Linked DNA regions of Mus musculus: region 1 is linked to region 2. Evidence: chromatin contacts called from public Hi-C data. All regions are on one chromosome and are shown on one strand. Each heading gives the region's core, a stretch centred on a gene start, on an enhancer-like site or on the middle of the called end of the contact. The rest is flanking DNA. Distances are from core to core; before and after follow the strand shown. Region 1 holds the start of Thap1 (THAP domain containing, apoptosis associated protein 1). Region 2 holds the start of Cul4a (cullin 4A).

Evidence for each region. A called contact is a pair of places that touch in the nucleus more often than the background predicts.
Region 1: a Hi-C map of CD8 T cells shows a contact between it and region 2, with 6 times the contacts expected there. The contact joins the promoter of Thap1 here to the promoter of Cul4a in region 2. A contact is called at or near these places in 1 of 39 promoter capture datasets (pre-B cells), 2 of 484 Hi-C or Micro-C datasets (CD4 T cells and CD8 T cells) and 1 of 9 other capture datasets (adipose tissue).

What each region holds. Positions count from the first base shown.
Region 1 is chr8:26,156,651-26,161,366 of GRCm38.p6, forward strand. Thap1 (THAP domain containing, apoptosis associated protein 1) reads left to right here and starts at 1,519. Exons shown (of 3, transcript NM_199042.2): 1 at 1,519-1,871; 2 at 4,125-4,320. The coding sequence starts at 1,801.
Region 2 is chr8:13,102,302-13,107,559 of GRCm38.p6, forward strand. It overlaps Cul4a (cullin 4A), which reads left to right and starts at 3,322. Exons shown (of 20, transcript NM_146207.3): 1 at 3,322-3,602; 2 at 3,893-4,008. The coding sequence starts at 3,455. Pcid2 (PCI domain containing 2) reads right to left here and starts at 3,042. Exons shown (of 14, transcript NM_178708.3): 1 at 2,474-3,042. The coding sequence starts at 2,509.

The sequences.
Region 1 (4,716 bases), core at 269-2,768, about 13 Mb after region 2:
AGATGAAGCAGTCAGGGGACGGGCATCCCAGGCCAAGCAAAGCTGCCTATCTGAGCAGTTACAGGAGTGTAAGGACAAGCAGGGGAAGATGGTACAAACACAGGAGTACCTGCTGCTTATGCTGCCATCATCAGCAATTTGGACTTTATTCACTACAGAGGTATCCTGGGATGTCTAAGCTTTATAAACAAGGGGCTGGCAGTGTTTTTATGAGGGACAGAGAGAAAGCTGAAGACTAGGACTGACAAAAAGTTGAGACTGTGAGTACTTGAATTCAAGGATGGTGGTGAGAGAATAACCTCTCTATTCTATGAGGTTAACCTAAGTCTCGAGGAAGGGGTCCTAGGAGCAGCTGATAAGAGCACTTAGCATCAAGACTAATGATCCGAGTTAGGTCCCAGAGCCCACAAGGTGGAAGGAGAGAACCCACTCCCACAAACTGTCCTCTGACCCACAACATGTGTGCCTGGTGCCCAGCTGCCTGGAGTTATAGATGGTTGTGAACTGCCTTGTGGGTGCTGGGAATCGAACCCGGGTCACCTGCAAGAGCAACAAGTGTTCTTTTCTGCTGAATTAAAGCCTAGTTTTTTTGTTTTATCTCAGTGACACCAGGATTTCAGATTTAAGTAGTTGGCGAATGTATTAAACCATATACCTGATAACTCTGAAGGCAAGTCCATGTGTGCTCAAGTAAAACGAGCTAGGAAAAGATGGTATGTGGGTTCAATAGTCAAAGTTCTAGAGATGGTAGCCACTAAATAGATCCTTAAGAGAAGCAATATTTAAGGGTACAGAAAATAGTTTATAAGGGAGAGAATGCGCCACACACTCCAAACTACAGAGGGTCAAGCCTGTAACACTTGTCTTCAGCTTGAAAAATCGCTGCGCCTACACAAAGGTAACAACGTTCAGAAGTGCACTGTAGGGATGGAAAGATGGCTCTGCAGTTGAGAGCACTGACTGCTCTTACATAGGTCCTGAGTTCAATTCCCAGCAACCACATGGTGGCTCACAACCATCTGCAGTGAGATCTGATGCCCTCTTCTGGTGTGTCTGAAGACAGCGACAGTGTACTCACATACATTTAAAAAAAAAAAAAAAGGTCTTCCTTCCCAGCTTAGAGGAAATGAAATGCGCGTTTGTCCTCGTTGTCTAGTTAGACGGTCACCTGGATTCTGAACGTGGACCACAGGTTTGTACAATCCACGCATCTGCTGGTTCCCCCCCCTTTAAAAAAAAACTGCGTATGGCCAGGGACGAGCTCTTCCACGTTCTCCTGCAGGCTTTCGGACCCAACAGGCCGTTCTTTATCAAGCTGCAGCAGAAAACGCCGGACAAATTAACGACAGTCACCACTACGAGAACGACTGCAGTCAGGATCCCAAACAAACGCGCTCTCTTCCGGCCAAGGCGCAGAGGGCCCACCCACTTCCGCACTGCTGACCACGCCCCACAGGCGCGCCTCGCCCCAGCCAATGGTCAGCTTCCCTGGGAACGTTACCTTCAGCCAATCAGAGACGGCGAGCCGAGTCCTCGCGAGAGGTGAGGCTGAAGCTGCCTCCGCCATCTTGAAGATGGGAGACGGGCGACAGCTGTGGTCCTTCTGCTAAAGCAAACCCCACAACGGACAGGGTAGTCACTCCCCCACCCCAACCCCCACCCCACGGCGAGGTGATCGTCCCCGTAACTGCTGACCGACGCCACCGAGAGCGGCGAGCGTTATCAAGGCCGAGCGCGGCGACCCCGACGGCCCCCTTCGCCTGCCTCCCGGGCCGAAGGGAAGTGTGGAGGGCCAGAAGGATGGTGCAGTCCTGCTCCGCCTACGGCTGCAAGAACCGCTACGACAAGGACAAGCCCGTCTCCTTCCACAAGTAGGTAACTGGCGTGCTCCGCGGCCGCGGCGACAGGGGCGCGCGGGCGGGTGGGGGCGGAGCCCGGCGCGTGGCCGCGCGAGACCTGGAGGAGGCGGGGCGGGCGCTCGGGCGCTCAGGGCGGCGGACGGGCCGGGCCGGCGGGGGCGGGGACCCACGGGGGCGCGTCCCCGTGGCTGCGCGCCCCCGCTGCGCATCCCGGGCGCGCGGCGTCTCCGTTGGTCTTGGCCTCCGCTGGGGGCTGAGACCGCGCGCCTTCGCGCTCGCGGAGGGTTTCCGGCGGGCGGGCAAGCGAGCGAGCGACGCCCAGAAGCCTCTCGCAGCCCTGCGTACCTCTTCGTCCCAAGCCGCGGCGTGGCCGTGGCACATAGGGAGGAAGTCGAGCTGGGAACGCACAGGGGGAGGAGGACAGGTTTCGGACCTCACTGTGGATGCCGGGAAGGAAGCAGGGCAGCTGACCGGGATGCCAGGGAGGACTCTTAAGTCCTAGCGTCAAAGAACCAACCTTTAGCATCCATGGGCTTTAGAGGAGGCTCTTGGTATTGTCGAGATGAACCCCTGTCTTTCAACACACAGGAAGAACGAGACGATAGCACACACTTGACTCTGTTGCCGTGGTGAAGGTTAATGTGAGCGAATACCAGCTTTACCCCCACAGCCGTCAGGGCTCGTTCTTGTAGTGGGTGCAGCAATCAAGAAGCCAGGGTGAAAAATACTCTGGAGAGATGGCTCAGCGGTTGAGAGCACTGACTGCTCCTCCAGAGGTCCTGAGTTCAATTCCCAGCAACCACATGGTGGCTCACAACCATCCGTAATGAGAAATGACGCCTTCTTCTGATGTGTCTGAAGACAGCTACAGTGTACTTATATATAATAAATAAATCTTTTTAAAGAGAAAAATAAAAATACTCTCTTGAAAGAAGAAAGTCATAGAATTAGCGTTACTGATGGTGTTTGTTAATGCTAACAGTCCACAAAATGTGACAATTTTTAGGCAGGTAAATTTGTTGTTACAAGTTTTATGTTAGGTTTTGGAGGAATTCCTGACTGTATGCAGATGATAGCTAAGAAATCAGATCCACTGGTAAATTATGCAAGTTATCCATAGCAAAACGATTACAGAAACAAATTTCACAATGGTCTCTCAGATTTTGAGGGGTCAGTAGTGTTCATGTTTAATAATGTTTGCAAGAAAGTAAGACTTGTGTGCTGTTTTCTCTGGGGAATAGGCTAGAATATAGCCTAAACTATGACTTGGTTTTTTGAAATTTCATACATCCTCAGAATGTAGGACTAGATGAGGGAATGGTGACAGGGACGTGCATTCGACTTGCCGCCTCCCTTTCCTATGCTTTATTAAGATGGCCCAGGGAACCTTCAAGTATGCAGACTAGTTAAAAATGGCACACATCAAAAAGACCGTTTCAACTGCTGGGTGTTGGAAAATAAGAACAAGGGCTAACATGAGTCTTAAGCCTTATGTAAGAACAGTAAGTGGCCAAGATCTTGCTTGACAGTTCTGTGCCCCCGTCCTAGGAGACGAGACACTAGGACTTATAAGAAGTTGCCACCATGGTGCTTTGAACTTCTTTTTAGGCATATGCTTTTTCCAGCCTGAACATAGTTGCAGTGGAGAAAGCTGGCTAATATAAAGATAAGCCCTAACACGAAGGTTGGCTAGGTCTTCATGAAGAACAGGATGATCGGGGTCTGGCATACCTTATGTGGTGGAACAGCTAAAGAACAGTAAAGCTAAATTGAAACATTCTATAGCTTTTTCTGATCACTCTAGCGTCTCCCACTGCGTCTTTGATATAGAAAAGCACAGGGCAATAAATATAAAGACTCCCCACTCTGTATGCTGAATTAAGCACGAAAATAAAGTCCTTACCTTCTTTATCACTTGCGTATAATTCAGGCTGTCAGAATGTAGTCTATGTGTTGGACTGACTAAAAAAGAGCTAGAAGTCTCTTTGAGGATATAGACATATGTCCGATTTTTGTTCTTCTATAAGACACAGAATTGCTAGTAAGGCATGAGTAGAAGTGCACTGCACATACTGTCTGTTCTAATTGCACTGTCAAGTGTCTTCGTTATGACAAGGTAAAGCTTCCTGAGGGAGATTGGTAACCAGAACTAATCTCCAATCAGAGTCTCCTTAGGATGGGGTAAGGTAGTTCTTTAGTAAGCCGGAGAGTGTGGGGCTTTTCTTTATCTTTTTAAAGTCAGAGAACTGGATTGTCTCTCCTTAGGTTTCCTCTTACTCGCCCCAGCCTTTGTAAGCAGTGGGAGGCAGCTGTTAAAAGGAAAAACTTCAAGCCCACCAAGTACAGCAGCATCTGCTCGGAGCACTTCACCCCGGACTGCTTTAAGAGGGAGTGCAACAACAAGCTACTGAAGGAGAACGCTGTGCCCACAATATTTCTCTATATCGAGCCACATGAGAAGGTAACGTGGGTTTTTAAGTGCTGGGTTGGTGTTTTTTCCTTTCCCAGTCCTTTCTCTGTTTTCTTTCCTCCCCTCCAGTCTCTTCCCCTCCCATCCCTGTGTGAGACAGAGTCGTAAGTAGTCTGGGCTGGCTTTGAGCTGCTGAGGCTGAATCGGAACTCCTGATCCTCCTGCCTTTACCTTCCAAATTCTACTATCATAAGCATTGGCTTTGGGTGAATGCTGTTTTCATTTCTGAAGCTAATGTGTTCATGGGAAAAATCAGGGAAAGGATAACAAAACAAGTGTATCTGAAACCTATCATTTAGCAGTAGCTACTGTTGGGGCTTAGTGGTTAAGAATATCAGAGGTTAAGAGCACTGATTGCTCTTCCAGAGGTCCTGAGTTCAATTCCCA
Region 2 (5,258 bases), core at 2,072-4,571:
TCCAGGAGAGCCAGGGTTACACAAAGAGAGTCTGTCTTTAAAAGCAAACAAACAAAAATTGACTAAGTTATTTTATTTTAGGATCTGCCATGTGGGTGCTGGGAACTGAACCCAGGTCCTCAGCAAGATCAGCAAGTATCCTTAACCTCTGAGCTATCTCTACAGCCCAGAAATTATTCTTTAACATAAAAAGCAAACAGCAGATACAAATAGAAAGAGGGCCAGGATGTGACTCAATGAATGATAGAGCACTTGCCTAGATGCATAAGACCCTAGCTTCAGTCCCCAGATCCACATAAAAAGAAAATCAATATAGAAAGGAAAACAGAAAAATCATATCCTGGACAACGAAGACGATACCTGGTCTGGGAAAGGGCTCTCAGTGAGGGTAACCCACCTCTACAAAAGGGACTGGAGGACAGGAAGCTCACAGTCCCACATTATCTAGAACAAGAATACATGCAATGTGTAACTCTGGATTGCACTCTGGATTCAAAAAACAAATCCTAAGAAACAATTTGCACACCTAAGCGATCCATCCCATATACAATCACCAAACCCAGACACTTTTGTGGATGCCAACAAATGCTTACTGAAAGAAGACTGTTATAGCTGTCTCCAGAGAGGCCCCACCAGTGCCTGACAAATACAGAGGTGGATCCTCGAAGCTTACCATTGGACTGAGCACAGGATCTCCAACGAAGAAGCTAGAGAAAGGACCTAAGGAGCTGAAGGGGTCTGCAGCCCCATAGGAGGAACAACAATATGAACTAACCAGCAACCCCAGAGCTCCCAGGGACTAAACCACCAAAGAAAACACATGGTGGGACTCATGGCTCCAGCTGCATATGTAGCAGAGGATGGCCTAGTCAGTTATCAATGGGAGGAGAGGCCCTTGGTCCTGTGAAGGCTCTATGGCCCAGTGTAGGGGAAGGCCAGGGCCAGGAAGCCAGTGTGGGTGGGTTGGTGAGCAGGGGGAGAGGGAAAGGGGATGGGAATTTTCAGAAGGGAAACCAGGAAAGAGGACAACATTTGGAATGTAAATAAAGCAAATATCTACTGAAAAACAAAAAAACAAAAAATGTGCAAAACATTGGAAAATTAAAAGTTACATGCATCAGTGTCAAAGTTCTCAGGCTACTAAATGCATTGTGGTTACAGTGAATGTCCTTGTTCTTAGGGCTACGATGTCTGTGATGTTCTTTGGCTGTGGGTTCTGAATTAGAGGTAATTTATTACTGTTAACCTTAGGAAATGGAGTAAAGTTTCCTTCTAGTTTGACCTTGAAGAAAAGTGGACCTCACTCCTTGCTGTAAGGAGTAGACTCCTCAAGCTCCACGTTTCTCTCTTTGAAACATATGCAGGCTCCCCTTGCAGGCCATCAAAACATCACTATGGACTTGGGATAACCCGGAAGCAGCACAAGCATGCTGATGCCATGCCATTCCCTGTGACAGGAAAGAAAGACCTTTATTCCTGGCTCAAGCAGTCACAAGAGTAACAGGCTACTCTTAACCTTATTAACACCGGTAAGGATGGCAAAATTCAACCAACCTGACCCCAACAGCTTCTGGGAAATCAGCACAGGAATCATGGGGAAAGAGAGACAAGCAATTTGTTAACAGGTAGCCACTGGCCAAGGCTATTGCCAGTGTGTTGAAATAAAGACTGGTCTTTTGGCCAACAATGAGATCACTAAGGTTCAAGCGTGATCTCCAGAATTAGCATCTTGCTAAGTGTTAAACATGTGCACTGTAGAGCCAGTCTCTGATGCTTCTGAGCTGGGAAGACTTGGGTTAGCCGCCTACGGAGCTCTTCAAGGAGGGCCTTGTGATGGAATCAAAGAGAATACATATGCACACGCAGCACCGACAATAGTGCCGCTACTTAAGAAGCACACAAGTACTGCTTCTAGTACTGTAGTACCCAAAACTGAGCTGTTTGGGACAGGAAAAGGGGGCTTTGGTAATAGAGCTAAGCGCAAATCCAAGGTTCATAAGCAGCCATGAGCAGCAAGTGTAGTCAGTTAAAACGTTCATCAGTCTTCCCTATCTGGCTGCCCCTTGCACCAGGTGTGTTGCCTAGTGGGATTCACATCTTCAACACCCTAGAAGACGCAATCACGGCCCTCCACCCGGATGCAACAGTGTTTGCCTGTGCCACTCCCAGGCTTTAAGTAAAGCCTTGATGGGCACCGCTGCCAAGAGACACAACGTGCTTCGTGCGGACAGCAGCGCTGACTACACAGACAACCGTTTCTACAAGTGGCCCCGATCTTGCTACCTCCACCTCGGATCCTCCTCCTCCTGGTCCACCGGGCAGCACCTGCAACTTCCGAACAAGGCAGGCTGCCCACCGCGTGCAGCACACCCTCCTCGCCTCGAGGCCAGCCGCAGGACCCCCGGCACCGTCCGACCCGGCCCCAGGACTCACCCCTCGTGGCCCGTAGGCCAGGATACCAAGCGAAACCCACCTGCTGTAGGTACTGGTTAATGGTGATGTGCGCCATAGCGGCGGCCGCGGGTGTTGAGTGCCTCACTTCCGGCGCAGGTCCGTTTCCGCTCCTTGTCCCCACACGGTAACCTCTGCACGTTGGTTCCGGAGCGGGTGAAGGTGGAGCGAGCCGAGCCGAGCCGAGCCGAGCCGGTGGTGAGAGCACTTCTTTGGGGGCAGCTGTCAGCGCGGTCGCCGGGACGCCTCGGGTGCGGCGGGGGCGCGCGCGAGGGCGGAGGACTGACGTGGAGGAGTTCCCAACCGACTTGGGAACGTGTCCCTGGTCACGTCGGTGTGCTAGCGACCCGATTCCTCGCACCCCTCTCCCATGAGGGTGACCCGATCCCCAACCCTCCGTGTGCAGAGGCGCTCCTGACTCTCCCGGAACCAAAGTCCAGAGCCCACTGGGAAGGCGTCCCGCGCACTCCTAGGATGTGTTCCTGAGTCCTCCCACATCTCACACTGGGGCACCCCAGATAAATGGGTGCAGAGCATCCCGTCCCCAACCCCTCGGCGCGCTAGCGCACGGAGCAGCATCCCTGAGCATCCTAGGTGTAAGGTGATCCAGGAGGCAAGGTTGCCGGGTGCTTTTATCCACTCAAGTCCTCGCCGGGGTGTCCTCGTCACGGCCCTCGACGTGACGTGGGGCGGCGAGCTCCGGAGCCCTCGGTGCAGGTGTCACGGCGCCCTCTCGCGAGCATTCGTTGTAGAACGCCTGCGAGTCCCCGAGCCCTCCTTGGGCGGAGTTCGCGCATAGGAGGAGGAGCCGGATCGTTCCGGTGCGCGCCGCGGCGGTTGGGCCTCGGGCGCGCGGACCCGGCCGCGAGCAGAAAGAGGAGGAGCCGAGCGCTCACGGGCGGAGCCCGACAGCAGCAGGAGGAGGAGCCGGGCGCGCACGGAGCGGGCGCAGGGCAGGAGGAGGAGCCGGGCGGCGCGGGGCGGGGCGGCGTCCGGCCCAGCCATGGCGGACGAGGGCCCTCGGAAGGGCAGCGTCTCGGCTCTCATGGGCCGCACCAACGGCCTCACCAAGCCCGCGGCGTTGGCCGGTGGCCCCGCCAAGCCGGGGGGCACGGGAGGCTCCAGGAAGCTGGTCATCAAGAACTTCCGAGGTGGGTGCGCTCCGGTGAGGAGCGAACGGGGCGGCCGGCGGGTCGCGCGCTCGGACAGGGCCTCCTGGGGCTGCCCGGCAGGCCCTGTCCCCGCGCCCCGGCCCGCCTGGTTCCCGCACTGTCCCGTCTCGGCGCCGCAACCCGACTTGTCCCTGCACCTCACGCTCCGCCACGTCCCCGCGCCCCAGCTGGCCCCGATCCCGCACCTCCTGGCTAGCCCGGCCGGGCCCTGCCTCGGTGCCCCGGCCTGTGCTGTCCCCGCGCGGCCGTTGACCCTCTCTCCCCCACAGACAGGCCGCGGCTGCCTGACAACTACACTCAGGACACGTGGCGGAAGCTTCACGAAGCGGTCAAGGCCATCCAGAGCAGCACATCCATCAGGTACAACCTGGAGGAGCTGTACCAGGTGAGCGGCGGCGAGGGCCTGCGAGCACCTGGCTGGGTTCCTCCTCCAGCAGCCACCGGGGCCAACGCTAGGGAGGCCCGCCCGTCCGCCCGCCCGCCCGGGGAGAAGCTGCGGCCCGAGCCTTCCCTAGCGGAAGCCGCGAAACCCTGGGTCAGCAGGTGTTTCTATGGATCGCCGCCCTGGATTAGTGCTGTGTGTTGAGGCTTAGACCAGGCTGCTTAGGAGGTGTACGTTTTCCCAGCGCCAGAAGAAAGGAGGTGTTTGGAGCTAAGAGGCACAGAGCCCCCAGCAGTCTTCAGTGTTATCAGAGTGCCAGTGTGTTATACATGGAACTCAGTACGGCCCCACTTGCTAGTAGGGTCCCTGGGTTGTGACACACACACCCCCTCCCCAACACACACACACTGTTTTGTAGTTTAATTATTGCAAATAAGGTTGCAGACAGATTCTGGTAGGGTTTTTGTTTTGTTTTGTTTTGTTTTTTTTTGAGACAGGGTTTCTCTGTGTTGCTCTGGCTGTCCTGGAACTCACTCTGTAGACCAGGCTGGCCTTGAACTCAGAACTCCACCTGCCTCTGCCTCCCGAGTGCTGGGATTAAAGGTGTGCGCCACCACGCCCGGCGATTCTGGTAGTTTTAACTTAAAGACAAGTTGTGTCTGCAACAGGGGGGGAAAATCATCCGAAGTACATTTTGCTGTTTCAAGCACACTTTTCTGTCATGGTTTTATACAATAACTGCTAAATATTCTGTGTTTTAGTTTGTGATAGAACAAATAATTACTTATATGTTACTTAAAAGTTACCTAAGAGGCTTGTTTTATCCTGGTTACAAACTGAGTGTATTGTAAGTTACAGAAAGCACAAGAAGAAAAGTAAGCAGTGGTACCCGAAGGAACCTGTGGCAGGCCCATCACTCCCAACCCCAAACTCCCAAATCCAAAACTTGTAGTGCACTCATGAAAAAAAGACCCACACCTGACTTCCTCTGCTGGGCCTCAGACAGAACACAGTATATGCTAAAACTGTTGAATAAAATGACCATCGAGCTAGGGCCAGCCAGATGACCCAGTAGGTAAAGCGCTGGCAGAGCCAGCTTGACAACTTGTGTTCGAACCTCAGAACCCTCAAAAAGGTGGAAGGAGAAAACTGACTGGAGACGCATCCCCAGACCTCCAGCCTCTTGACGTGACACAAGCACCCACACATACACTTGGTGTACACACACAATGATAAAACAAGGGATATGGGGT